Linked DNA regions of Rattus norvegicus: region 1 is linked to region 2. The links are chromatin contacts, called in public Hi-C maps. All regions are on one chromosome and are shown on one strand. The core of a region is the stretch at or near the end of the contact, and the rest is flanking DNA. Distances in the headings are between cores, read along the strand shown.

What was found. Hi-C and Micro-C count contacts between places; a contact is called where the count stands out from the background.
Region 1: a Hi-C map of Schwann cells shows a contact between it and region 2, with 10 times the contacts expected there. The contact joins two enhancer-like sites. A contact is called at or near these places in 7 of 12 Hi-C or Micro-C datasets (Schwann cells, frontal cortex, hepatocytes and 4 more).

What each region holds. Positions count from the first base shown.
Region 1 is chr1:48,375,624-48,379,725 of GRCr8, forward strand. No RefSeq gene overlaps it. Among named protein-coding and RNA genes, the nearest start is that of Ldhal6b, 27 kb to the right of the region's middle. Within about 2 kb of position 2,703, at least 9 of the 93 cell types and tissues checked have an H3K27ac peak or open chromatin away from gene starts, as enhancers often do.
Region 2 is chr1:48,239,945-48,244,621 of GRCr8, forward strand. All of the region lies in intron 5 of Arid1b (AT-rich interaction domain 1B), which reads left to right. Among named protein-coding and RNA genes, the nearest start is that of Ldhal6b, 160 kb to the right of the region's middle. Within about 2 kb of position 1,272, at least 5 of the 93 cell types and tissues checked have an H3K27ac peak or open chromatin away from gene starts, as enhancers often do.

The DNA of each region.
Region 1 (4,102 bases), core at 1,453-3,952, 140 kb after region 2:
CTAAGGAAGGCCACTGCGGTTTAATTGACGAAGCTACTCCTATTCGCAGAGGGAAGCACTTTCCTGGCAAGTGCTCCTGAGCATGCTCAGTAAGGGAGCCCACTACTGAGCATGCTCTATTTAAGATGCCTATCTGGACTCAGTGGGGGCGTGGTGATACTCTCCTTTGAGCCCAGCATTGGGGAGGCAGAAGCAGGAGGATACCTGTGAATCCAAGGCCAGCCTGGTCCGTCTAGCGAGTTCCAGGCCACCAAGCTACAATAGTGAGACTCTATCTTAGAGGGAGTGGGGGAAGGGAAAGGGAGAGAGAGAAAGAATAAAAATATGAATAAGAAGATGAAAGACGGGGCGGGGAGAGACAAGAAGTTTGGAGTGGGTGGGTAGTGGGGAGGATGGATCCAGGAGGAGTCAGAGCAAGAAGTGGGGTGGATATGATAAAAATACGTGTACACATGTAAGAAATTCTCAAAGAATTAGCAATTTTTAAAAATTTCACAGGGTTGGGGATTTAGCTCAGTGGTAGAGCGCTTGCCTAGCAAGCGCAAGGCCCTGGGTTCAGTCCCCAGCTCCGAAAAAAAGAAAAAAAAAATTCACATTCCGGGCCTGCTTAGTTCAAGGTCATGGAGCACGTGTTAGAACGGTTAACGGGAACATTCGGGCATGCTCAGATGCGTCATAATGATGGTAACAAGAACAACTGAGTACGCTCAGCCTTCATTATAACATTTTAGGCGGGAAAAATAGAAAGGACATTTGGAAGCTGCGTTCACATAGTGTTTGCCTTTACAGATGCTTGCCTCAGTGGGCAACACCTCCATCAAGATGCTACTCGGGAAAGGCTACACAAGATGCTGCACAAGCTCTCCACAGGAGGAGGACCTGGCACTGTCCACCCTGTGGCCCAAGTCACTATCAGCAGCCAACCCAGCTATGATTGTCTCCACCCTTGCCAGGGCTCCTCCTCAGTCCCACCAGAGCCAAGGCTTGCACGGTGGTGACTGGGGATGGCATCTGTCTTAGGGTTTCTGTTCCTGCACAAACATCAGGACCAAGAAGCAAGTTGGGGAGGAAAGGGTTTATTCAGCTTACACATTTGCATTGCTGTTCATCACCAAAGGAAGTCAGGACTGGAACTCAAGTAGGCCAGGAAGCAGGAGCTGATGCAGAGGCCATGGAGGGACGTTACTTACTGGCTTGCTTCCCCTGGCTTGCTCGACTTGCTCTCTTATAGAACCCAGGACCACCAGCCCAGGGATGGCACCACCCACAATGGGCTGGGTCCTCGCACCTTGATCACTAGTTGAGAAAATGCCTTACAACTAACTGGGTCTCATGGAGGCATTTCCTCAACTGAGGCTCCTTTCTCGGTGATAACTCCAGCTCATAAGGTAGGGATGGCAAAGTCCCTCAGGATGGCAGGACTTTTCAAAACTAGGTGACAGGATTCTGGGCAGTGAAGTCTGTACATGAGGTTCCACAGGGTACAGGTCCCGCTTAGCAGGCTTTCGTAGCTCCTGCTGGCCTCTGCTTTGAGACTTGATAAACCATTAATGGTGTCATTTCTCCAGTAGGCCATTAGGCCAATGGCTGACTACTGCCCATGGGAAATAATGGTAATAAAAGTGATTATTGTGATCATTTGCATCATGCCAAGACAAACCAAGCACAGTAAATCCTTAATGTTTAAATATTCACAGTAACCCTGTGAGGCAGGTTCATCCCTGATGGGCAAGAGCTTTGGTTTCAGAAAGGCTATGTCAGTCTTACAGCTGCGGGGTCCGGGGTGGACGACACAGGGCTAAGGCTAAGAGGAGGAAGAGAAGGAAGGGCTGGGATTGTAACCTGGCTGCAGACCCCACAGCCTTCTTTAGTTTGTTACAATGTAGCTTTGTAATACATTCTTGTAACCTACAGCAGTCTCCCTGATACAAAGTAAACATCACATTACTGAGGAGACCCATGTGACACAACTAGGTTTATAAGGAAGCCATGATCCTCTGAAGGGTGGAGCTGTCCCCTATGTGCCCTGAAGAGAAGCCTTTTCTGAGATCTGGGCTCCTTACACTGTGCAAGAAGGAGTCCTCTTGTCTGGAAATCACACCATGGAGGACAGAAACCCTCTGAGAGCTGATGAGGCCAAAAACCAACTGAGGCTCTGTGACCATCGCTCAGGTCCCTAGGCAAAGCGCGCAGGGTCTCCATGGTGTTTGAGATTAGTTCTAGCTCAGCTCCAACTGCAGGTGATTCGATCCCGGAGGGTGGGGGGGGTGGGGGGGTGGGGGGGTGGGGGGGAGGGGGGAGGGGGGATTGCTGCTGCTGTTGCTGCTGCTGCTGCTGCCGCTGCTGTGTTCATTGGTCTGGTCACCTAGCTCTCATTGCTGTAGGGAAAGAATATGCAATAGCATCTAAGCAGAGCAAACATCAAACATTCAAAAGAGATCAGAGAGACTCAGGAGAGAGAAGAACAGGACCCAGAGGAGGAGATAAATTTAGAATGCACGGATGCAAGCCAGGGGGCTGCTGAGGGGACCGGGAGGGAGCCAGTCTGTCCACATCGGGGTGAGGACCCCTGGCCTCTCTGGCTCCTGTCCCCAGCCTGGCAACGGTGCCTTTCCAGGCCAGAATCTTGTTTTCTGTTCTCCAAGGCTCCTCCCTCCTGCTCTCGTTTCCCTTGCCCTTCTCTGAGTTTATTTTTAGCTGTCTCCTTTCTGAAGCTGCAGGACCACAGAGAGCCCCACTCCTGTCCTCCCTCATCCTCACCTTGCCTCCCTACACAAGGCTGAACTCAGCCTTCCCTGGCTAGCTCCCCACCCCCACCCCGCTGGCCACCAGGTTGCTGTGGAGAGACCCCAGTGCCTGGGAGCAGCCAGAGTCAGAGTTTTCTCCTTTAGAGCTCAGGGACTGCTCCGACCTTCCTAATTACCCCTGGCTCATTTCTAATCAGCTTTTCCATTATCTTGCACCAGAGCCCTCCCAGAATCACATTAATTGCCTATAACTACAGTTGGCTGGTTCTTTTTTTTTTTTTTTTTTTTTTTAAACAGAAGATCCAAATGGTTTAACCCTATTTTTATTTTAAGACTTTGGGAGTTTAGTAAATTTCAGAGATATTAAAGACAAAGTGTCTGCATACATACTGACCCAAGTCCATACACACACACACACACACACACACACACACACACACACACACACACACATACACACACACCATATGCCAGCAGTACTGACCTTTTTGTGGAGAAAATGGGAAAAGAAGGGACATGATCAGAGGGTCTGGTATGGATGCAGCATGGACATCATTCCTCCTACCACCAACGTCACCACCACAACGTGAAAACCCTTTGAGAGGGCAACAGACCCGGAAAGGCCAGTGAGTGACGCTATGAAAGTAAAGCCTGGGCCCTAGTGGAGCCCCCCAAGATGTTGGAGATGCAAGAGACATGGGACATCTACCTCAGAGAGCTGCATATATGGAATGGAACTAGGCCAAGAGAGATGTGTGCTATGGATAGCAAAACCATGAGGGTGGAGACTTTGAAGCACTTTGAAGTCCCAGAACTAGGTGACTTGCTTTTTGACACTGCAGGGGGTTATGGTTGAGGGACTGTCCTGAGCCTTGGAAGAGACTATACAGTTGGGTTTTAAAACCACATTGTGACTGTGAACGACTATGAAGACTTGTGGAGTTAAAGTAAAAACATTTTATATCACGATTCAGCTACAAGATTATGGGGCCAAGGAGCAGAGGCTGGTGGCTTAACTGAGAAATGTCCCCTTTGGGCTCAAGGTTGATGGAGCTGTTTTGGGGTGGGGGGAGGAGTGGTGCAACCAACCTTGCTGAGGAAGTGATGTCACTGGGGGCGGGGCTTTGAGAGTTTATAACCTTACCCCTTCCAGTTCTCTCTCTCTCCTTCATGCTTGATGTTGTTGCATGGTTTCTCAGGTTTCTGTCCTCTCTGCCACACTGCTACTTGGTGCCATCCCTCCCTCCCATCGTGATGGGCTCCTCCTCCCCGGAAACATAAGCCCATAATGAGCTCCTTTTCTTTAAGTCATTTGGATTCATGATATTTTATCACAGCAATGGAAAGGTAATGGG
Region 2 (4,677 bases), core at 22-2,521:
ATGCACACACACATGTAGGGAGGGAGAGGGCAGTGTCCAGAGAAAGGTGTGTAAGTTTGAAGATAAACTTGGAGTAGTTGGGTTTGAATGTCTAAAGCATTTCAACAGAATACCCACATAGCAAACCCTTATACTCTTAATGATAGTCTACTAGGAAATCAAGACATCAGTAAATCTGAAGGATTGCAAATCACAATCCCTGGTCAGTCTTGTTGGCTAGTCACCTCAGTGACCATGAGCTGCTTAGTGACAAAGGCTTGAATCTGTGGACAGATCCGTGGGCTGGTGAGGTGCTCGGTGGGTGAAGGCCCTGCTGCTAGGCTGGCTGCCTGAGCTGATCACTGGGCAGAGCGCCAACCCTACAGGCTGTCCTTCCACTTCATCCATGAGTCATGGGGAGGGGAAGTATGTACACACATTCACACATTCACTCTTACACACATTCACACACTCACACATTCACTCTCACATTGACACATATGCATGCACACGCTCGCACACACACACACACACACACACACACGCTTGCACACACGCACACACATGCACGCACCCAGAGGAGCTGTAGTTCAGTTCTTGATCTTATCTGCTATAGTAGCGGAGGAGACTGGAGCCCAGGAACGTTTAGCAGAGTCACTGTGGCACCCCGCTCACTCACTGTGTTTCTCTTCTGTCCTCCCAACAACACTGTCTGTATGACCTGTGCAATCATAGCTCACCCAGAAAGTTGTTTATTCTCTTTTGTTTGTTCTAAGAGCCAGGGAAATCATTTTGCTCTTAGACCTGCACACGCTATAACTGCTGCAGAGGGCAGTGAGTCTGCCACAAGCCTGGCCAAATTATTGTGTGGTTTCTCCTGGAAAAAGGGAGGAAGTGTCGATTAACGAGAGAGGCCACCAACAACAGACCAAAGAAACGTGTCCACCAGGTGTACCTTAGTGAGCTAGAGAGCTTGTTGTTACTTAGGAGCGTATAAGTCAACCTATAGGTGACTCACAGGCAGCCTCATCCCTGAAGAGCTTGCCCTAGCATGTGTGATGGTTTAAGAAGACAGAGTCCCTGGAGCTTTGTGTACAACTTGCCAGCATCTCCACAGGACAGCACCCCCCAATCCTTCCCCACACCCTGAATTCCTTTCTGGTTTAACAACAGGAAGGGGCCTTGTAAGTCTCGGGACCTCTAGAGACTGGGAGGCACATTAGTGTCTGAGACCTGGCACGTGTGTCCTCTTTCCAGCCCCAAGGCATGCTCCAGCGTGCTTCTGCAAGCCTTGCTGTTGGCGTGAGAGGTGTATCAGGTGGCCTGTTGCTGCTGCTCTCACAAAACACTCCCTCATGTTTACTGGCCTTCCAGAGCAGCTGTCCTGCATGCTTTCTTACTTATAGAATTGTTTATAAGGGGACAGTGCCTGTGGGATGATTCCAGGGCATTACACAGTATTGTAAATAAAATTCTATTTTTGCCATTTCATGTATCATCAGTGGCTGCTTTTAAACTACTCACAATCACTGAGTTAAGTAGTTGTGGCAGAGAACATATGGTCTCAAAGCCTAAAATATTTACTATCTGCCAGTTTATTAAGAAAAAGAAAGAGGTTGTCTAATTCTGACTTAGAATAACAAGATAAAATTACATGATTACTGTTAACTCATACAAAAATCTAATTAGCTATTAGTCTAAGTTTGCTTTCTGGAATAAGCAGTCATTTATTCGTTTGTCAACAAATATATATTGAACGCTTACTGAATATGTCTGGTTCTAGAGACCAGAGTCTCAAGTAGCAAAGAGTGAAGCACACAGAGGTCCCTGTTCTTGTGGGATTCACACTATAACGAGACATACCATGCAGTAAACATAGAAGGAAATTGAAAACATGAGTGTTAATCCCAGTGTTCATCCGTGGGAAGTGTGCAGTTCTGGAGGATCAGGGCCAGCCGCCCCACCCACACCTTGCTGTTACATATGCTAAGCTCTGTATTAGTTCCTTTTCTTGGTGCTGGGACAAAGAGTTCACAAAAGCAATGCAATGGCCCACAGTCTGGGTGTGCTCTGCCCTGGCTGGACGACACAGTGGCTGGAGCATGAACAGGTGTTCACATCACCTCCACAGCCAGGAAGCAGAGAGGTGAATGCTTGACTCATCTCTCCCAGCCTTTCTTACCCAGCCCTGGACTCCAGCCCCCTAAATAATGCCACCCACTTAGGGTGGCTCTTCCCACCTCGATTCATCTGATTTAGAAAATCCCTCACAGACATGCCTGGGGGTGGGTTTCCATAATGATCTAAATGAACCATAGTAACATCACAGGCACATACAAAGGACATTTATTAGATGTGTATCAATTTGCCAAATCATATAGATTAGCCAGTTTTCTCTACATTCTGTATAAAGTCACAATATCTCGTTTATTCTACTAAAAAATACTTATAATGGCTGACTTGATCCAGTTTTACCTATTTCTAATTAGAAGAATCATCCTCAAAACCTAGTTAATGTAGATTTATAAGGAAGCATGGCACCAGAATCTAGTTATATGTTAGAAAACGTATTAAGACACCATAACCCAGTGGCATTTATCCCAGAAAGTCTAGAATGATTCAGTAGGAGCACTTCTATTATTATCATAGACTATGAAAATAAATGTAAGTGGACATAATCTTTAACAGAAATCTAATCCCTAGACACGATTTGAGGACGAAGGAGATGGCATTGTCAGCATACTTAAGTGCAAAGATCCTGGGGATGGTTGTGTCATAGATAAAGCTGAATGTGTCGATCCTAGGTGGTTGTGTCGTGGATGGGCTGAAGTGTGTCGATCCTAGGTATGGTTGTGTTATAGATCATCTCCCAAGGCATTTCTATTTAGGATACAAATAAAGCAAGGATAACCACTTGCATTAATACCAATAATGTATTATTGGTAGCAACCATATAAATTAGAGAATTCAATAAAAGGCATGAGAAAAAGTATGAAAAAGTCAAGCTATCCCCCAGTGCAAGTAAGATGGTGTCACACCCCCAAGGACTGGAGTGTACAGACACCCTGAGTAGGAGACAGTGGCTGTGTGCACATCTTCATCTTTCACTCTTTACACTATAGGAGCATCCCCCAAAGCCTCAGGAAGTGCTGCCAAAATGCTGTACAGAGCACCTAAAATGGAATAGCAACACTAATAAATTGTTCTCTGTATATAATTTAAAACAAGTTAATTGATTTAGATACAAATTTCGATTTGTTACTGTTGGAGAAGTTATAAGTAAGAGGCCTTAAGTGTGCTCTAATTGGGACTGGAATTGGAGATACTTCTATAAACTCATCTTTATACATATAAATATCAGCTTATAGGGTCATGTAACCCATGGGCTAGATATGCCTCTGCCCACTGGGAGAGCGAGAGGCATTTGTGTACCATTAACAGTGAGCCACCCTGACACCCACAGCTCAATCTTAGAGCACTGTCCTCCAGGGACAAGAACCAGGACTTCTAAATGAGCTGACGGATCCCAGGACTTGTGTAAAACTAGCACAAGATGATCCTACAGCCTCTGGTCATCCTAAAAGTAAGGACACACTCAAAGAGAAGAGGAAGGCTGTCAGTGGAACACAGGATCCAACTGGAAGGAGTTTCCACTGGGCATGACTGAAATGGCTTGAACTAACAATGATAATTTTGGTGGATTTTTACCCCCGAAGAGCAAGCGTCTATGAATTTTCTCCTGTCCCATGACAGATTGCCCCAGACTTAGCAAATGAATATAGGCATGGTGTTTTGGCCAGAAGTACAGCCTGGCTTAATTGAGTCCCTTGCTTAGGGTCTCTGAAGGCTGGGAGTTCTGTCTGTGTTCTCATCTAAAAGCTCAAGCAGGGAGAATGTGTCCAGTTTCTTTCCAGTTGTAGCAGAAATCACTTCACTTTGTGGAAATGGTAGCTTTCTATGACTCTGAAAAGTCCAACATGAATTAATAGGAGAAAAAAATTGGTGTTATACCTGGATTTGGGAGGTTTAGATCTGTTAAGACCTAAGGCAGGCATTAACACATAATGGGAGCATGCCTGTAGTGGGAGTGAAGGGAAAAGAGACTGAATTCCCCAAAGTTGGCTAGTCTGTAGCTGACTTGGCGAGCCGGGTGTGCACAAGCGAGAGACTATGCCTCAGGGTGTAGGTGGAGAGAATCAAGGAAGACACCTGTGTCTACCTCTGTCCTCCACACACATGCCAACTTTTAAAATCACTTAATAAGGAGTGAAACCCTCAGGTTCTGAAGCATTCCTACCCATTCTCCTTAAGTCAGTCCACACCATCAGCTGAGTCTGCCCTTAAAAGTCAGGCTCATACAGAGACATCTCCCTTTGATCACATCTAAGACCACTGGCAGAACATAACATACCACAAAACCATTCGCTTTTGTCACCTAAGGCAACTCTGCCTCCCTTGCAGTGTTCCTTAGAAACAAGGTGTGGAAACCATACAAGGACACAGCTTTCCTCAAATTGAAATCCACTAACATACATGGATGTGGAAGGGAGACGCAGAGTCCCCATTAGCAGGCACCCTCGTGGTAAACCTCATAGGCAGGACTTTCTACAGGAGACATGGGACTTGGATCAACCTCAAGGGGAAATGAGTGCCCCGAAAGTGAACACCAGCAGATGGTGTAATCATCGTGAATGTGGG